2 separate regions of the Mus musculus genome follow, and region 1 is linked to region 2. A link is a contact called in public promoter capture Hi-C data. All regions are on one chromosome and are shown on one strand. Each heading gives the region's core, a stretch centred on a gene start, on an enhancer-like site or on the middle of the called end of the contact. The rest is flanking DNA. Distances are from core to core; before and after follow the strand shown.

What was found. Capture Hi-C pulls out chosen DNA fragments and counts their contacts.
Region 1: a promoter capture Hi-C map of adipose tissue shows a contact between it and region 2. The contact joins the promoter of Ttc39b here to the promoter of Zdhhc21 in region 2. A contact is called at or near these places in 2 of 39 promoter capture datasets (liver and neural stem cells), 2 of 484 Hi-C or Micro-C datasets (Th1 cells and group 2 innate lymphoid cells) and 2 of 9 other capture datasets (adipose tissue and pancreatic islet).

What each region holds. Positions count from the first base shown.
Region 1 is chr4:83,322,689-83,326,141 of GRCm38.p6, reverse strand. Ttc39b (tetratricopeptide repeat domain 39B) reads left to right here and starts at 1,953. Exons shown (of 20, transcript NM_027238.2): 1 at 1,953-2,071. The coding sequence starts at 2,030. Gm42306 (a long non-coding RNA gene) reads right to left here and starts at 3,372. Exons shown (of 3, transcript XR_881382.3): 1 at 1,375-3,372; 2 at 390-652.
Region 2 is chr4:82,857,092-82,860,922 of GRCm38.p6, reverse strand. Zdhhc21 (zinc finger, DHHC domain containing 21) reads left to right here and starts at 1,250. Exons shown (of 9, transcript NM_026647.4): 1 at 1,250-1,433.

The DNA of each region.
Region 1 (3,453 bases), core at 704-3,203, 460 kb before region 2:
TTCTTAGTTTCATCGATAAAATAATTTAAGAGTGGACTCAATTGGAAGCTAGAGGACAATTTTCTGAGAGTTTAGAAGAAATAAAACTCCAAGGCAGGTGAACTGAAAATCTCAGGTTCTTCTCAGAGGAGGCAAAAGGAGAAGGAAAAAAAAAAACCCAAAACGAACAAAAACCAAAAACCAACTCATCATGGAGGTGAGACCCACGATGGGGAGGAGCTATGCTTAGAGACCATAGGCTTAGAAAAGAGAAGAAAAGGAAAAGTTTAGCTTTTCTGAGTAACTCGGAAAAGCGGGCAGACTCAGGAAACTGCATGCCGGCTGCTCTGTAAGAGACTGTGTGTATGTACAGTGCATTATCTCATTAAAGAAAGAAGCATTCCACTTACCTTTTTAACGTGGCTACAGAAGAACCCGCCTTCTAAGGGGCAGTGTCTTAGCCAGATGATTGACATGCCTTACAAAAATGTCAATTCTCCAACCAGATTAATATCTAGTATTCTCTTGACCAGGAGGAGTTTTTACCTTCATTGGTCTTAACTGCTGCTGTGTCAAAGACACTTGGAGACAATAACATCATGAAGCTGGTATCAAGGATGCCATGGTGACTCCTGGGAAATGTGTGTTAATAGGCCTCCTCTCAGCTAGTCTCCTGAAATCCACAGGGAGAAAAGAAGGTTGGCTGTAGTCACAGAGAGACCGGCTATTAGCCAGGTGCTGCCGCCAGACTGCGTTTCTGATTCTGGCATCACTGTTTTACTTAGCAGCCTGACCCTAGGAAAGTGACTTAAACTCTTACTAAACAGTGTCCCTCTTCCTATGAGAATAAGTGAGACAAAACATACAAGGGCCCCAGCATAGTCCTAGTACACGATTAGTTCTCAATTACAATTAGTTTCCTGTTTTTATGTTTACAGACCGATAAGCCGTATTTCATAAATCAGATAGATACTGAGTATGTAAATGACTGCATACAACAAAGTGGGGAGAGATGGGGTGATAGCAACGATAGAAGTTTGGTGTCTGGGGACACCACAGAACAGGGATAGGACATTTTTGGGATGCTCTATATGAGTGGGGTGTCTTGTAACATTTGTTACCAAATTACACCGTTAGGGGAGTTTAAAATAAAACTGACTCTCAACCCTAAATATTTATAGTTTTAACTTTTTTTTTCCCAGTTGGATAGCTCAGTTATTTTGCAAGTCAGAAACAGGAATCAATTTCTAAATACAGTCAAAAAACATTGTTCTAGGTTCTAGGGATATAGCATAGAAAAAGACAGCATCCTTATCCTCATGGATAATTGAAGCACAAATTATGTCTATTTGGATTTACAGAAGGCTGAGTGAGAGATGGTGTAGCAATAAAAACCTGGACCGTGCTGGGAGATGTACAGGGCTCTGAGTTACACCGAAGCCGTTACTTCGCAAACACAGAGGCAAAACAGAGCTCCTATCTCTTGGAGAGGATGTTCTTGACACAGCGACTTGGGCATGTGATGTGTCAGATGCCTCTAGGTGACCAGTGACCCATAGCTGTCCTCTAGCTGCATCTGTCAGATGCTCTGTCCTCTGGGCGAAGTAAACGCTCTGGTTCCAGACCAAGGACCAGGTGGACCACTAGCCACAGAGGGAGCGCAGCCACGACCTTGGGTTGTCAGCTCTGCGCGCTCCAGTCACGGCGCCAGGCTCCTGCCAATCCTCTAGGGAGGCCAGTACCCCAGAGGTCCTTTTCCCGAGCACCCGCTGACTCTGTGGGTGACTCCTCCCCACGGAACCTGGTTGGCTGCTCTCTAAGGAGGCCGCGTGCCGGGGCGGGGCTATCCGGCGAGGGGGCGGGGCATTAGCCTGGCATCCGCTGGGGTACTGGGTGCGCAGTGGATACCGCGGCGCCGGGGGCGGGGACAGCTCGGTCCGGTCGCTCGGGGCCGCCTGGTTCCTCCTCCACCCGTGCTGGGCTGAACCCAGAGCCAGAAAAGAGTCGGTTCTGAGTTCCCTGTGGGTGTGCGGCCGCCGCGGAGGGGAACATGGCGCTCGTGGGCAGCCGAGTGGAATTGGACGCGGACGAGGTGCGAGGACAGGCAGAGCGGGCTGGTCCGGGCACCGGCGGGCACCGGCGGGCGTGGGAGGGATGCGGAGCCTCCGCTGGCACGGAGGGTGGGCAGGGCTGTCCTTCACGCCGAGGAGCGTCCCACGGGGCCAGGCAGAGCAGCCCGGGCCAGCCTGAGCCTCCTTGGACCCTATGGGCTTTTGCGGAACCGTTCTGGACTCGACTTCTGTGTCGCTTTCTGTGGAAGTTCCGCGAGGTGTCCGCCGGGCGGGTGGGGTACGGCTGTCTAGTCACCCCGGGACCGAGGGCCGGAGCCTGAGCCCCGCGGCCGGGAAAGGTCCCTTGTCCAGAATCGCCGGCGGCCTCGCCTCTCTAGGCTACCGAAGTGACCTACCGGGTCCTCGCGCGGCGCCGGGGTCTGAACGCTCCCGGGCGGGGGCGCCCGACCTGTTGATTTCAGCGCTTCCTTCAGCTGCTGCTGGGAGCGCGCGCTCTGCTCTCAAGTTGAGGGTCAGGCTCCTGCCGCCGCCTCTGCTGCCATTTTACCTGACTTGAATTTTACAAGTCGCGGCCTGAGAAAGCCTTGATTTCCAATGATGCAATAGATGGGTGATGTGGAGGAGGCGAGTGAGTTAGGATTCGGTCTTTACTGCCAGAAGATCCTGGTAACGAGTAAATACTGTGCTTTAAATGTTGACATTAAGAACCGATCAAAACCCCAAGGATCAATCTTTATGCTACAGACAGTTAAGGCGGCGAACCAGAGCTTTCTGAGGACCAGCCTTGCGGTGTGGGCCCAAGACCACACACCAGGGAATTAGCGCTTGCCCAGGGGGCATGGATGTGTTGCTGGACCTTCTAAGGACACACAAGGCAAACAATGAGATAGAATATTTGTTACTATTTTCTTCTGTGACAACTTTTATTTATAGCTTTAGGCAGTCTTTTGGCATGGCCTGTTGCCTGCGCTTTTAAATTTTACATTCGTAATCCAGGTAACACACTACTACGGTACTTTGACCATCTACTACTTCCTCAAGAGTTTCTAACGTTCCCTCTTGTGTATACATTAAATAGCCACAGTCTTGGCATGATGGAGGCTGTTGTACAGTCTCAATAGCTTATCCCAGGCTTGTCTCCAGCTGCTTCCCTGTCCATAACCATTTAATCTATTTGTATTGAAAATGAAAGAACAATCCTGAGCCTGGTCTGTAATCTCAGCACTCAGATGGCTGAGTCAGGAGAATCACAAATTCAAGGCTAACCAGGTCTAGACACATAGAAAAATCGACTAGCATGGATATTTTTTTTTCTTCCGTAATAAAGAAAAAAAAAAAAAAACAATCAAGACCCAGAGTAGCTCCTAACTATAGAGTGGTATTTCTGACTCTGGCTCACTGT
Region 2 (3,831 bases), core at 1-2,500:
CTGCTAACAGGGTTAAAGTCAAGGCTGCAATCACCCTGGCCCTGAGTAGCTGCCACAGTGACTGTGACACTGTTGTTTGAGATGTAGAGGGAAGAATGAGCACTATCTTGGAGACAGCCTTGGCTTTAGTGGTTGTGTTGATGTTTCTTGACACACAGCCAGGAGGAAAGCTAGGTCTCCGCGTGAGAGGCCTCCCCCTTTCCCACACTCCCTTGTTTTCTTTGTCTTCCTATCCTGCCCCTATCAGTGGGGAAGTAGAAGATTTTTTTTTTTTAAGGGGAATGAAATTAAGGGGATTTGTCAGGAAATGGAACAAGCTAGTTGAAGGTAACTTTAGAGTTAGTACAGCTGTCGTCCCAGGACCTGAGTAACAGGTACCACCGGGAACAGTTTGTTCTGGAAGGCTCTCAATACCATTCAACAAGAAGTACAGACTTCCTACAGCAGGGAATTCCTCTCCCATCCACACATGATCTTCTTCTGGGACATGTAGGCATAACCAGCTATCTCCATACAGTATAAACTTTTCCACGGCACTATTTAGGAGTGACGTGCAAAAAGCTATATTATTATATTATATATAATATAACATATTATATTATATTATTATATTTATATTATATTATTGTATCTCAGGCGTTTGTGAGGATAACAGCTTAGATTGGGAGATGGGTTATTTGAGCTGTTGCGTTCATTAATTTTTTTTCCTAGGTGTCACTGATTGGAGCGCTGACAATTTATAGAGATTATCTGAAATGCATTTAAAAATGATTTGAATGCGGATTTAGGTTGCCAACAAGAATTGGAAAAACCTCCAATGGCTGGGGTATCCCAAAAGAGGGTCTGAAGGCCCTAAAGATGAACACTGCTGCTTTGGGGTGCACTGATAGGTGTCACCTCCAGATCCTGAATTAAAATTCAGGTACGGAATGAGCAGGCCTGAGACTGCATTCTCTCCAGAATCCCAGAAGATGTCAATGTTGCAGACTAAATTTTGAAGCAAGGTAACATTGGAAAATCCATAGCTGTCACTGGGGAGAGAGGCCTGTTCCCCGACAGAAGGAGGAAGCGAGCACTGCTTAAGGCTGAGGCTGGTCCTAGGCAGGGAGGGTGTGGGGACACGCGTGTGCGGCCGCCTGGGCAGGGCCGGGATGCAGGGCGGGGAGGCACAGGTAGGTTAGACGAAGGTAGGCCGGGCGCAGCGCTGGGCTGCGAGCGCTTTCAGGTCTTTCGGCCCTCGGCGGCTCCCATCGCAGCTCCGGGGCGCGAAGCGGAGAGGGCGACGGCGGCCGTGCCTCCGCGCGGGCGCGCGGGCATGCCGACACCCACTCGGCCGGTCCCGGCGCCTCGGCTCCCGGAAGCGGAAGGGGACTGCGGCCCGGCCTGGGCGGCGGAGGCGCGGAGCCGAGTGGAAAGCGGCGGAGCGGGCGGCGGTGAGTGTGGGCCGGCGGGCGGTCCCGCACCTGCCATGCAGCATCCCTCCCGGAGACCGCGGCCCTGAATGGGCTGGGGTGGGGAGAGAAATCCGCCGAGTTCTCCCCGGGACTCTGGCGTCCCTGCACCCCCGGGGCCCGGGCTGTCGGCGTGACCGAGCGTTTCATTCATTTCGAGGTCGCTGGTGCGGAGCTGCAGAGGACCCTCTGGGAGAAAACCGTGCACCTCCATTGACCTTCTCCCTCCTCTCCCTCGGCCGGCCGCACCGGCTGTTTTGAGAAAATGGCTTTCCGCATGGCAGCACTTTGCACTTGTTACCATTCCCTGTAATCACTCGCTGAACGTAACCTGCGCTGGTCGTTTAAAATTTATGGTCTTTTCTCGAGATGTATTTGGGTCACATTTTAAGATACCGTATGAGTCAGTGGAAGATGTTTGTATCTCCAGGGCTAAGAGGACCTGGCCGGTCATTACTTGAAAATACTGCAATATAGCAGTTCATAAAAGTACAGGAGGGGCTGGGTAAAAATCAAGGTCATTGTGGGTGGGTCATAAATCAGTGTAAAGTTTCAGCCCAAAATAAGGGCAAATAAGGGTAATTAAGTGTAAGTTTAAAAGACTTGTCCAATGGGTCCTCCACCCACTGCTAATATGCATACCCCTCACCCTCCCCCCCCCGACCCCAAATTCACTCCCTACTTTGTGGTAAAAGATAATGATAGCCGTTACCATTTGATGACTGCTTAGTGTGTGCCATTCCTAGATGAAAGGGTTTGGTGCAGTATCTCATTAAGTTCTTCCAGAGCTTGAGATCCACGGATAAAGTTCAGAGGGTACCCTGTTGCCACCTTAGTTGTGCCCTCTCAGTAGTAAGGCTTTTGAAGAGGAGAAGTGGTATGAAATCATTTGGGGGAAAAAAAAAAAACCAGATACAGTTTGGAGTTGAAGACAGAAAAGCCAGATTCGCTTTTGGTTTCTGTACTATCCAGCTATGGGGTCATGGGTAGGCCAGGGATCCAGTGTTATTTTCTCATCTATACAACTAGGTAGCCAGGCTACGTTTTTCTAAGCGGTGATCTTTCAAGCTTTCTCATGTCTGTCTGGGAAATGTCTGCTTTTAACTTAACACCCTTTTGACATGGTGAGGAGGATCCACGGTGAACATTTACCTCATGACCAAAAAAAAAAAAAAAAAAAAAAAAAACAAAACAAAAAAAAAAAAACAAAAGAAAGACCTCCAGAATTCAATTTGACTGTAAAACAGCAGAATTATATTAGATGTCTTCAAACTATGGAGAGCTCTGTTAATACTTAAGGAGCTGTAGCTAGAATAAACACAGTGTACATGTTTAAGAGAAATTGATGTCTAAGCAAGCTTTGTTTACTTACGAAAATTTAAATACCTAAGTACCTACGTATCGGTACGTCCATTAGGATCCAGACAAAAAGAAATCAGTTGGTCATAACCTTTTCACTTATGTGCCCACTGCCTGACTTCTCTAATTCATAATGGGTAATTCAGAATTCTATTGGGAAAGCACATGTAGTAGTAGAGAGACTAAGAACTCTGGGAAATGTCCACTTGGAACCTATGGAAACGGCTCAGCATAGGATGTTGTGTGTTGCAGCAATATAAATTTATCAGGCATAACTGGGGAAGCAAAGGAATGTAGACTTTATTATATTATTTAGCAAAAGTATTAGGGTTTAGATTCAACTTTTCAAATGTAGAAATTAAAGATCATTCTAGTAGAACAGTCAGGGTATGCATTTATTATATACTATTACTGAAATTAAAGATGTTTGACATAATATAGAATGAGCAAAAAGTAGAGGTCTCCCATGATCTCCCCGATCTATCGCCATATATATGTTTGCATATATATGTCAGTCAGTGGTAGAGTTCTTGCCTGGGATGAGCAAGGCCCTGGGTTGGATCCACTGCACTGGAAGGAGGAGGGATGGTGAAAAATTAAAGAAAGAAAGAAGCCTGGGTATGATTTGTTGGTTAAGGATCCCCAGGAAGCTCTATCAGCTCGTTTGGTAGTCACATTTTTCATGTGTGAGGCTGCTAGCCAACCCTAAACTACCTTACTGTAATGTCAGTTTATTAGCATGTTTCTTGGTTTATAGCTGGCTATGTCTTTTGCATTATAGGCCTGCTTTTCTACTGTAGTCATCGCAGTGTAGATTAAGCTGCTTCTAGGCTTTAAGGGGCTCGATGTAGATACACACACACACACACACACACACACAGACACAGATACAGAGAGTGAGTGAGTTAGAGAGATCAGATTTGGTACAGATTAGCAGTGCTTGATTGTGAATTCACACATTCTTTTTTTTTAAGTCTTTTATCTGTGGTTAGAGAGTTACTTAGTTGTTCACAACCGGCAG